Linked DNA regions of Macaca mulatta: region 1 is linked to region 2. A link is a contact called in public Hi-C data. All regions are on one chromosome and are shown on one strand. The core of a region is the stretch at or near the end of the contact, and the rest is flanking DNA. Distances in the headings are between cores, read along the strand shown.

Region 1 (5,756 bases), core at 2,919-5,418, 51 kb before region 2:
AACTGACCTTGGGCTGTTCGGCCAGCTCTCCCTTATCGCACAATGTTGCAATCCCAGCACATTCTACAGCTATTCCTGAGAACTACACGGAAAAAGAGGGACTGGGTCTGTCCAAGGCCAGCCAAACTGCCCTGCAGTTACCTCGGGGATGTTAAATTTCCCTGAATTCCAGGCTGTGCCTGCTCCCAAGGCTTCCGGAGAAAGTCGTAAGATAAGCCTTAAAGAGGACAGCAACAAGATGCTTGAGGTGGCAGCATTTAGGGGAACTTTCCACAACAACCAGAGAGCTGACGGCAGAGGCAGGCAAGGGACATTAGCACTGCCAGTGTATGCTACAGGCACCTACCATGTTCCAGACAGAGTGCCGGGCACGCAGCAGGGAGCAGGACAGACCAACTTATTTGTTCTCATGGAGCTTCATTTCAGTAGTGGAAAAAGGAATTCACCAATAAACAAGTCAGCAAATAAGTAATGATGGCTGTTGTCTTTGCAAAAATTATGACAATAAGAAAAATATGACATAGGCCGGGCGCGGTGGCTCAAGCCTGTAATCCCAGCACTTTGGGAGGCCGAGGCGGGTGGATCACGAGGTCAGGAGATCGAGACTATCCTGGCTAACATGGTGAAACCCCGTCTCTACTAAAAATACAAAAAACTAGCCGGGCGTGGTGGCGGGCGCCTGTAGTCTCAGCTACTTGGGAGGCTGAGGCGGGAGAATGGCGTGAACCCGGGAGGCGGAGCTTGCAGTGAGCCGAGATCATGCCACTGCACTCCAGCCTGGGAGACACAGCGAGACTCCGTCTCAAAAAAAAAAAAAAAAAAAAAAAAAAAAGAAAAATATGACATAGGAAAATTACGACAGTGAAAAAAAACCTGACCTGATCCAACTCCATCTTCTAACCTCCAATCTGCCCTTGTTCATTCCCAGGCATAGGCCAAACAAATTTGTGGAGAAATTTAGTTTATAATTTCACTTTAAACCAAATATAACAGCCCGTCCCTGAAACAAACCTCCTTCTTGCTTGGGGACCAGACCACCTTTGTGAGACTAACAAATTAGCTACAAGATTAAAAATTATGGTCCAGGCATGGTGGCTCACACCTGTAAGCCCAGCACTTTGGGAGGCCAAGTTGGGCGGATCATCTGAGGTCAGGATTTCAAGACCAGCCTGGCCAACACGGTGAAACCCTGCCTCTACTAAAAAATATAAAAATTAGCTGGGCATAGTGGCAGGTGCCTGTAATCCCAGCTACTCAGGAGGCTGAGGCAGGATAATTGCTTGAACCCAGGAGGGGGAGGTTGCAGTGAGCTGAGATCGCACCATTGCACTCCAGTCTGGGGGACAAGAGCAAGACTTCATCTAAAAAAAAAAAAAAAAAATTATGGCTTAGGAGTCATGCAGCCCGAAGCCACAAGATTCCTAACTCCCCCAATTGCTCTAATAAATAATATTACTATTATAAAACATAAGATTGGTGTTCAAGGTATTTTTCAGACCCTGCATTGTGATAGACTAGCCGCACAGACTGGTAAACTGGCTCATCTGGTCTTGTGATCCCAACCCAGGAACTGACCCAGAGCAAGACAAAAGCTTCATCTCCTCATGATTTCATCCCTAACCCAACCAATCAGCACTCACCATTCCCTAGCCCCCTGACTGCTCAACTATCTTTTAAAAACCCTAGTCTCCAGACTGGCACAATCCTAGCACTTTGGGAGGCCGAGGAGGGCAATCACTTGAGAGCAGGAGTTCAAGACCAGCCTGGCCAACATGGTGAAACCCCGTCTTGACTAAAAACACAAATAATTAGCTGGGCATTGTGGCGTGCACTTGTAATCCCAGCTACTGGTGAGGCTGAGGCACGAGAATCACTTGAACAGAAGGTGGAGGTTGCAGTGAGCCTAGACTGCACCACTGCACTCCAGCCAGAGCAATGAAGCAAGACACTGTCTCAAAAACAACCGCCCCCCAAAAATTCCTTAAACTCCGAATCTGAGGAGAGCCTGATTTGAGGAATAAGAAGCCTCTGATCTCCTATTTAGCCAGCTCTATGTGTACTGAACTCTTTATCACAATTCCCGTCTTGAAAAATTGGCTCTATCTGGGCGACAGGCAAGAAGAAGCCGTTGGGTGCTTACAGTGTGATGAGTGCTATGAAGGAAATAACATAAAGGGTGATAGAGAATAACTAGAGGAGGCATTCTAGATAAAATGGTCTCAGGAGGTAACATTTGAGCTGAGTATTAAACATTGAGAAAGAATCTACAAAGGGAAGATCTAGCGCAAGACCTTTACAAGCAGTGTATAACACACACAAAAGCCCATGCCAGCAAAAAGATTTTACTTTCACAAATTCTAGAAACTCTAAGAGTAAAAAATGGTGAAAGGAAATGAAGTGATAACACATATTGTGAGTGCAGCAGGCAGAAACAGCGCCATCACCGTTTCACAACAGGATCTCAAAATACTAGGAAAAGTGCAAATTAAAACTGTGAGATACAGTTTGGTCATTATTGGATGGGGAAAGATCCAAAAGTGTGGAAAGACCGCACTGGTGAAGATATATGGAAACCCAAGGTCTTACACATTATTTGCCAGAGTGTAAATTAGTACAGTGTCTAAGGGGGGCAATTTAGCCATGTTTAGCCAATATATTATTTTAAAGGCCATATCCCAGTACAGCCAATTCCAACTCTAAGAATATTTCTGACAGATACACCCACATGCATGCACAAAGACAGTCCATGGGATCCAGTCGCATTATTCCTAACTGCAAGCAACTGGGAAAAACTTCAAGGTCCATCAGTGAGGGCCCGCATAGGCTAACCTCTGTAATAACCAAATCTCAGTGGCAGTGTCCAACCAGGTGCTTGTGGGTGACCTTCCAACAGGGACCGCATTGCCCGGCTGACAGGCCTGGTCTATGTACTGTCTGGGCATCCCATACAGTTAGCACTCATTCACCCTCAAAAGCGTCCCATCTTGAAAATAAACTCTTGTCCACTTGGTGCTTCAGGAACCTGGGCTTCTTCCACCAATATCTCTCCCAGATGCCCCAGTGCGCAGGTGGGGCCGTCCTCTAGGGCCAGGCCTGGCTAGGGCGCACCCACACCTCCTTGGCCAGACGCTGTGGGCCAGGAAGGGGCTCTGGCTCTTGCGGGAATGAGGGCGCCTAGCATAGGTGTGCACGTGGGCAGCCCCCACCCTGGGGCCCCTAAGTAAGCCGGGGCCTGCGAGCCAGGACAGTCAGGAGTTGCAACCTTGGTGATTTCTAGGAAGACATTAGAAAATGGGGTCAAAGGCCGGGTGCGGTGGCTCATGCCTGCAGACCCAGCACTTTGGGAGGCCGAGGCAGGAGGATCACTTTAGGTCAGGAGTTCAAGACCAGCCTGGCCAACAGGGTGAAACCTCGTCTCTACTAAAGATACAAAAATTAGCCGGGCGTGGTGGCGCACGCCTGTAATCCCAGTTGAGGCAACAGAATCGCTTGAACCCGGGAGGTGGAGGTTGCAGTGAGCCGAGATCGTGCCACTGCACTCCAGCCTGGGTGAGACCCTGCTAAAAAAAAAAAAAAAGAAAGAAAATGGGGTCAAGAAATGGGGGGTGGGAGGGGGGGAGTGGATTTCATGAACCTGCCTGCTCTGATGTGGCTGCATTTCCATCATGCATTGTCCTAAAAAAAGAAAAAGAAAAAAATAAAATGTAGACGTGGAGGGATGGGGGAAATTGCACAGGCCGGTCCAGGCTGTGAGGCTGCCCCCTGCCAGGCACGACGAGGGTCAGCTCTGCCGCGCCGTGAGGAAACCGGCCAAGGAAACCCCTTGAATCTGGCGAGGTCCCGCCCTGAGACGCTCGGGGAACCAGACTGCCGAGCCCTGCCTCTGGGCCGATGCCAGCCCGGTTGTGGACTGGAGAAAACCGCAACGCCACCCGCGGAATTAGAATTCGGCCGCCGCGCTTGCGCAGCTGGGTCCCCGACCCGGCCCGCGCCTGCGCAACTGGGTTCCCCCGGCCCGCGCCTGGGCAACTGGCCCCTCCCCCACAACGCAGCCCGGGCCTGCGCAACAGGGACCCTGTGACTCCCGCCTCCTGTCCCGCTTGCGCCTGCGCGGCTGGGTGCGCCCGCCCCGCCCCGCCCAGCCTGTGACGCCACGTGTATGTGGGCGGAGCCCAGGTCCTAGGGAACCGTGAGGTCGTATCCCGCTGGTGGAGGTTGGGGTGGCGCCGGCCGGGGCTGGAGAGCCCGAAAGACCGGCTGCCGCCTGCTCCCCGGAAAAGGGCACTCGTCTCCGTGGGTGTGACCGAGCGCGCGGTGCAGGGTAAGCGGCGGGCCGGGGCGCTGGCGGGGGCGGCCGGGGATCACCGACTGCAGGCGGGCCTCCCCACGCGGGCGCGCTGCGCTCCGGAGGACGGCCTCGGGGTCACTCGCACCCCGGCTCCCACCTCCTACTGCCTTCCTGTCCAGGCTTCATTAGGGCTCCCTGGACGTCTGGGCTCCGCTGACCGGTGGGGGGCAAGTCCAGTGTTTTGGGCCACAGGGCGGGCCAAATAGCAGGGGCCTCTAGCCCCAGGGGGCCCCAGCCCTGCTGCGTTCATTCATTCAACCAGCTTTTGCGGACCCGCCCCCAGTCTGCGTCAGGAACAGGCCCCTCCGCTCCTGGATGAGCCCGGCGGGGAAGCCTCGCGTAGCAGTTTCTGGGAAACAGGTAGGATCAGGCCGCTCGGACAGGACTGAGGGTGTAAGGACGATTCACCCCGGCATTGGGGTGATGTCCCGAGGAGCTCATAGGTGGTCAGGGCGGTTCTGCCCGAGCTGACCTGTGAGCCGCGGATGCCCGGACCGAGGGAGGGAGAGCCCCTGATGTGGACAGACTAGACTCCTTCAGTGGAAAACATTCAACAGCCAGGAGAGCGTGGAAGAGGAAGGAGAGATGGGAGGGTGTTTTTATTATAAGTGCAAAGGAACCAGCCACCGGGAAGTGCCTGGGCAGCTCTGGGTGTCCCTCCAGGCACCTGTATTCCAATCTTACCTGCGCGAAGCCACACACCCACGTCACACAGGATGCGGGGAATTCAGCCATAGCCTGCGGGGGGGAATCTTCCTGGGGAGAGGTGGATTACAAGGACTCTTCCTCCCACCCGCTGTGCAACAGCCATGGGCGGCGGGTAGTCATTTTTGAAGGACCTGGCAAGCACGGTACCAATCTCGAAATTGCTTTTTGTCTCCCTCCCCTTGGCCTGGAGAGAGTGACTGGCTAGCGTGTGTGTCTGCCTCCTGAAGCTTCGGGTAAAGGACCAGGGAGATGGGCAGCCCTTTGTGTCAGGAGATCTGGAAGCGCCTCCCCTCCCACCGCCTCCTGTGTAAAGGAAACAGCAGGTGGTGTTGACGGGCCTTTCATGCACCGGTTTTTGCCAAGGAGAGAAAAACCTATTGAAACCTCCCAGGAGGATGAGTGGAAGTTTCTAATGTGCTTTATTTTTGGATACAGCGTGCATGGCAGGCATTTGCATTCATGGCCCTTCCGTGTACAGGAACTGAAAACCTGAAGAAACTGGCCAACAGATTAGGCAGCCATCAATCCACATCAGATGGCGCCTGTATTTCCAAGAGGTGGCTTGCCATCCCCATCTCCTAGAAAGCCAACCAGGGGACAGGGCAGCTCCTACCACCGACAACACTGCTCCACCCTCGACAACACTGCTCCACCCTCAGATTCTCCTCTCTGACTCCTGCCTGGAGGGTGGCCTCGGCAG
Region 2 (5,841 bases), core at 644-3,143:
TAGCTAGCTATTAAAATAGTCATTCCTTTTAGCAGCACAGTGGTTTATGATATTAACTTTGAGCATAGATACGTTGTTCCGGGCTTGTGCAGTGGAGCAGGGCTTGGCTGGGGTGAACCTTGGCTGTTTCCCTTATTAGCTGTGTGGGCTTAGGGAAGAGTTAACTTCCCTGTGGCTCACCTTCTCCATTGTCAAGCAGGAGTAATAGCAGGCTGTTTGCAGAGATCAGGAGTTAATATACGTACACTGCAAGTAATGATCAATAAGTGTCAGCTCCTCCATTCTTTGCCAGGTGTGCACCACAGCTGGGGGATTAACCTTTACCACACCACAGCAGAAAACATATTTGCATAGCTTGCTTTTTGTCTTTTGAAGCTTTGCTTGAACTCTATTCCCCAGAGTGGTAGAAGTGGTCATGGGGCACTATCGTTTTTTTGACTTCTGAATTGCCAGATCACCCTCAGAGAGATTGCATCAGTGTTTGGAGCTTGCAGCCAAGCTCGACCCCACAGCCCTGCCATCTGTGCCCGAAGTTCGATCTTGTTGGCTCCAGAATCCCTAGGATATAGTGCAGGAGTGAATCCCAAGCTGGAGCTGGGTGGGCTGTGGGGTCATTCCAGATTGATTAACCTCCGACCTCTGAAGTCTGCAGCTGGAAGGGGCTCCAGGTAAGAAGATAACTTTGAAGCATCACACCAAGAAACCTACTGCACCTGGACTTTTATGACATCTCCCGCGGGCAATTTTTACCTCCATGAAATTCAGTAACCTTCGCAGCCCCTTCAGCCCAAGACCACCAGGAGCAAACCTGTAGTCCCACAAAATCGGGTGTACTGACCCACTGTAATGAGGGAGAGCCTCCCAAGAACGAAGGGAAAGGCAGAGTTCTTATGGGAATGGGGGAAGGCAGAGTTTAGGTGACCTTTACATGAAGCAGGGTTCCCATAGGCTGAGGCCAGCAGGACTGTGTTCCGCGGGGACCAAGTGTGGGAAGCTATGTGCAGACGCCCCCTATCTGGAGCTGCAGCCTGGGTTGGGATGGCGGAGGCTAAATCTTCGTTAGTGGCTGAGCTCCCCGGCCAGACAGGCATGTGTCCTTCTCCCTGCTGTAATCTCAAAGCGGACAGCGTCTGCCGGGTGGTTTCGGGAGCAGGGTTTCTCGGAGGGCTGGGGGGCTGCGGTCCATCCGAGGCGGGGTCATGGTGGCACTTGGCTGTGGCTGCCTCGCGCCCTCGGGAATGGGCGTCTCCCGTTCTCTGGCAGTTCGTTTTCTCCACGTCTGCCATCGGCCTGGAGTGGCAAGCAAATAGCTGGTATTTTCAGAGCCGCCCTGCCCCCGACACAGAAGACCGGGCCTAGCAGGCGTTGGTGGATGCCTTTCAAGCTGTAATCAGTTTCCCCGAAAGTTTACCAGGCCTCGGCCACAGCCCGGGCCCAGCGCACTCCCGCGAGGCACCTGGTGACCCGGTGTAGGGCGTGGGGACCGGCCCCAGGAACCCCCAGGGCCCGAGGGCAGGGCCCCCTCCCGCACCGCCCCCGGGCTGGCAGGAGCTGCCAGGACCGCACGCTTCAAGGCCCCGGGTCTCTTGCCCCCTCCAGTCGCTCCCACTTTCTGCCGGGCTTCCCCAACGAGGGGGCAAACCCCAATCTCAAATGTTGTGGACAGGTCCTTGCTGCCTCGGACCACATCAGCGCTCTCAGCTGTGAGCCTGGACGCCCGCCCCGCCTCCCCGAGGCCCCGCCCCGCCTCCCGAGGCCCCGCCCCGCCTCCCGAGGCCCCGCCCCGCCTCCCGAGGCCCCGTCCCGGCGCAGCGCGCAGGCGCGGCCCGTCCCGACCGCAGAGCCGCAGTGCCGGGCGCCAGAGCAGCTGCACCATCCAGGCGCTCTAGTGTCCCGCCGCTTTCCTTCTCCATCTCTTTTCCTCCGCCTCGGCCGGCGCGATGGCGAAGCCGCTGACGGACAGCGAGAAGCGGAAGCAGATCAGCGTGCGCGGCCTGGCGGGGCTGGGCGACGTGGCCGAGGTGCGGAAGAGCTTCAACCGGCATTTGCACTTCACGCTGGTCAAGGACCGCAATGTGGCTACGCCCCGCGACTACTTCTTTGCGCTGGCGCACACGGTGCGCGACCACCTGGTGGGCCGCTGGATCCGCACGCAGCAGCACTACTACGAGCGCGACCCCAAGGTGAGGAGCTGCCCCGCCCTCTGCGCCCGGGCCCGCTGAAAGGGCGCCAGTCCCGGAGCCGCGCCGGCGGAGATCTCTCTGCGGGGCGGCCCCCTGGGCGTTACCCGCGCTCGTCTCCGGCCGGCGGCCAGGCACAGCCGACTGGGGAGTCGCCTGGAAGCCGCGGTCGGCGGGGGCCGGGCTTCCCCTGCGCAGGGCCGCGGCCACAGGTCCCCTCCACTAAGAGCCCGCGCCGTCCCCCGCATATGATGCTGAGCCCGGGAGCCTGGCGGATGTTCCCGGTCTCTTTCTGGCGGTGCGCTTCCGCGCTGGCTGCAGAGCCCGTGCTCCCCGCCCCTGCCTCCAGCCACCTTTTGTTTTCCTGCAGCAGCCTGTAGGAGAAGATGGGACTGGAACCCGGCCTGGGCAGCCTTGTAGGTTGGAAGGGGGTGAGCTCGGTAATCTGCAGGGAATTGTGAGACTTTTGTGTGTGTGCGCTGCTTAGAAGAAAATCGCTGAAGATGCCTGCTTCACGCAGGAGGGGTACGAAGCTCAGAGCTGGAGATGGAGCCCTTGAAGAAGGCTCTGTCTTAGAGGTTCCCATACCTCCCTTGGAGAAATTTACTTGGGTTAAAGTTCATAGAGATTGCCTTAGTAATTGTTACTTTTTATATCTTGCAAAAATTTGTTTGAGTAGTTGAAGTCACTGATTGTCCCCGTTACTCTTAACCATATTAACTACGGGCCTGTGTTCCTGCCGGTTTTTTGGTATTCCTAAACATATGTACACATTTTTAAAAAGTATAATGCACATACAGTTTTTTAGATTTTCTGTTTCATTCGTAAACATTTGTAACTTTTTCCCTGATAAACAGCTTTGCAAGTCAATGGATAGGATGGTAGGTTTCAGTTTGATAGGTACATGGTAGTCTTGCACAGCCCCATGTTGCCAGTTTTTTGTTGTGTTGTTTGTTTTTTAACTTTTGACTATGGAGAATTGTGTCTTTCTACTACACTAACGTAGAGGGAAAATTGGTGAGGAAAAGACACACTTCCAGACCTGAAGCCACTTGGCAAAGATTTTACTTGCAGTGTATACACCTGGGCACCGAGGACTTACTTTATGGATGGTATTTTAGAATATTTTTGTAGGGCATTAAGATATGTTTAATACAGTAATTGCTAAGAGATTGATTGCTTTGCCAAACTTTTTCTGGGACATTCTTTTTTTCTGAAATAGAGAGGGTAAAAGGGACAGATTTGTTAGAATACCAACTGGGGCTCTTCATATTTAGTATGCAAAACATAGAAGTGGCAACAAATGGCCAAAACAGGTTATAACAAGGGCTTGGGATGACTTTGCCAGGAAAAGCAGCCAAGAAGCAGTGGCTCCCCCAGAATTCCCTGCTGTTGGGACAGTTCTGATGCACAACACCAATGTTTTTTTTTTTTTTTTTTAATTCTGAGACGGAGTCTTGCCCTATAGCCCAGAGCTGGAGTGCAGTGGCGCGATCTCGGCTCACTGCAACCTCTGCCTCCCAGGTTCAAGCAATTCTCCTGCCTCAGCCTCCCGAGTAGCTGGGATTACAGGTGCCTACCACCATGCCTGGCTAATTTTTTGTATCTTATTAGAGACGGGGTTTCACCTTGTTGGCCAGGCTGATCTCTAACTCTTGACCTCGTGATCCGCTTGCCTCGGCCTCCCAAAGTGCTGAGGTTACAGGCGTGAGCCAACACACCCAGCCTACAACATCATTTTTATTGTCTAAGTGGTTTATGGCAAGTACATAGCTCTGCCTTCACATTCAAGGGCATTTCCTTGGAGCTGGACCAGGACTCAGCTCGGAACCTTAGGGTGCCCATTGGAGTATTTATATATAATCACATCATGGAGAGGCCAGCGATGGGCTCAGGGATTACGGAAATGACCTTCATGAACAAGATAGTCCCTGCAACAAAACAGGTTTTCTGATCCACTGTGAGATCTGTTTTGATTGTCTACTGTGATGGCTCTTGGTGGAAACCTTTCTCTTAAACCACAATCTGTAAGTTGTAAAGTTGTAAACTTTTCTCTTAAACCTCACAGTCTGTAAATAAGCTGTGTGCCTATTCTGAGTAGGAAGGACGTGTAAAAGTGGAAAATTGGGATTTAGGTACTTCTTTGGCTAATTCATGATGAAAATAAACTTGCCATCCTTTCTCTGGAAAAGTTTCATGTTTGCTGGTGATGGACCAGCAACCAGTCCCACCAGAGCCAATGAGAGGAGGTGGGCTCCCAAGAAAACACGTGCTGTGCCTCCCCCTCAGCCAGAAATGACCTCAGATATTCACCGGCACACTGCAGACTGGTAATATGACACTCTAGAGTTCCTAAATAGAATGCTTTTTTTGTTATTTTTGTCTTTTTAAAAATTATGTGGCTGGGCGTGGTGGCTCATGCCTGTAATCCCAGCACTTTGGGAGGCCGAGGCGGGCGGATCACGAGGTCAGGAGATCGAGACCATCCTGGCTAACACGGTGATACCCCGTCTCTATTAAAAATACAAAAAATTAGCCCGGCATGATGGCGGGGGCCTGTAGTCCCAGCTACTCGGGAGGCTGAGGCAGGAGAATGGCCTGAACCCGGGAGGCGGAGCTTGCAGTGAGCTGAGAACATGCCACTGCACTGGCGACAGAGCGAGGAGACTCCGTCTCAAAAAAAAAAAAAAAAAAAATTATGCAAGTCCTGAAGGAAAAATTATTAGTGGAGGAAAAATTAGAAAATATAGATAAGCCAGAAGGAAAAAAATTAACTGTAATCCTGTAACCCACTTCTATCACCCACTTTGTAAATGCTATAAATATTTTGTGTTCTACATTATTTTTTCTGTATTGACAGAAACTTGTTTTTAATACGTAAAATAGCATTATACCGAACCTATTGTTGCACAACTCTTAGCACTTTATTTGTGGTAAATAGCAGAAAGAGTAGAAGTTGGAGTGTTCAGAGGAAGATTTGTCAAGCTTTGCCATGCTTGGCAAATCAGCACATGAAAACATCTGGCTAACATGGAGAACTTTGTGCTTGGCAAGAGGTGGCAGTTGGTCATGAAGACGTTTAATGGATTCTCTGAAGTGGTGGCAAGGTGGCAAGAAGAGTCCAACCTGAAACTGCAGAGCCTGGGATTGCACTGCATGGAGAAGGAAGGGTGTGCGTGATTCCATGCTCCTTTTCATCCTGGCCTTTCCATTCGGTCTGTGCAACTGTGGGCTTGGGTGCATTTATTTGCCGTTCTTGGCCTCAGTTTTCTCATCTTTAAAATGAGGGGAATCAAGCTGGTGATCTGTTTCCGAAGTCTGTTGCCATTCTGAAATGTTAGAGTTAAAACGTTTCCATTTCATATTGAATTGACATTCCATCTCCATCCAAAGAGAATTTGAGGATGCTTATGCTAGATGGAGCACAAAAGGTTCACATTAGAAGGCCTCAAAGTGAAGGCTGGGGTGGGACAGTGAGAGTCAGGACACAAAACGCAGACCAGGATCCTGGCAATGAAAGCAGCCCATGCCCAGTTATGAGAGTCATGGGATCCCTTCTATAACATCCCGAAAGGACAGGTGCATGGTTTATTCTGTGGGCCTTTGTGAAGCAGTGTTGTCAATGTGCTGAACCACTGACCTGCAGCACCCCTGCAGTGGA

The links. Hi-C and Micro-C count contacts between places; a contact is called where the count stands out from the background.
Region 1: a Hi-C map of cortical neurons shows a contact between it and region 2, with 2.6 times the contacts expected there. The contact joins the promoter of ENTPD6 here to the promoter of PYGB in region 2. A contact is called at or near these places in 3 of 14 Hi-C or Micro-C datasets (blood, cortical neurons and liver).

What each region holds. Positions count from the first base shown.
Region 1 is chr10:58,953,446-58,959,201 of T2T-MMU8v2.0, reverse strand. ENTPD6 (ectonucleoside triphosphate diphosphohydrolase 6) reads left to right here and starts at 4,168. Exons shown (of 16, transcript XM_077951089.1): 1 at 4,168-4,321; 2 at 4,611-4,708.
Region 2 is chr10:58,900,076-58,905,916 of T2T-MMU8v2.0, reverse strand. PYGB (glycogen phosphorylase B) reads left to right here and starts at 1,893. Exons shown (of 20, transcript NM_001266864.1): 1 at 1,893-2,183. The coding sequence starts at 1,941.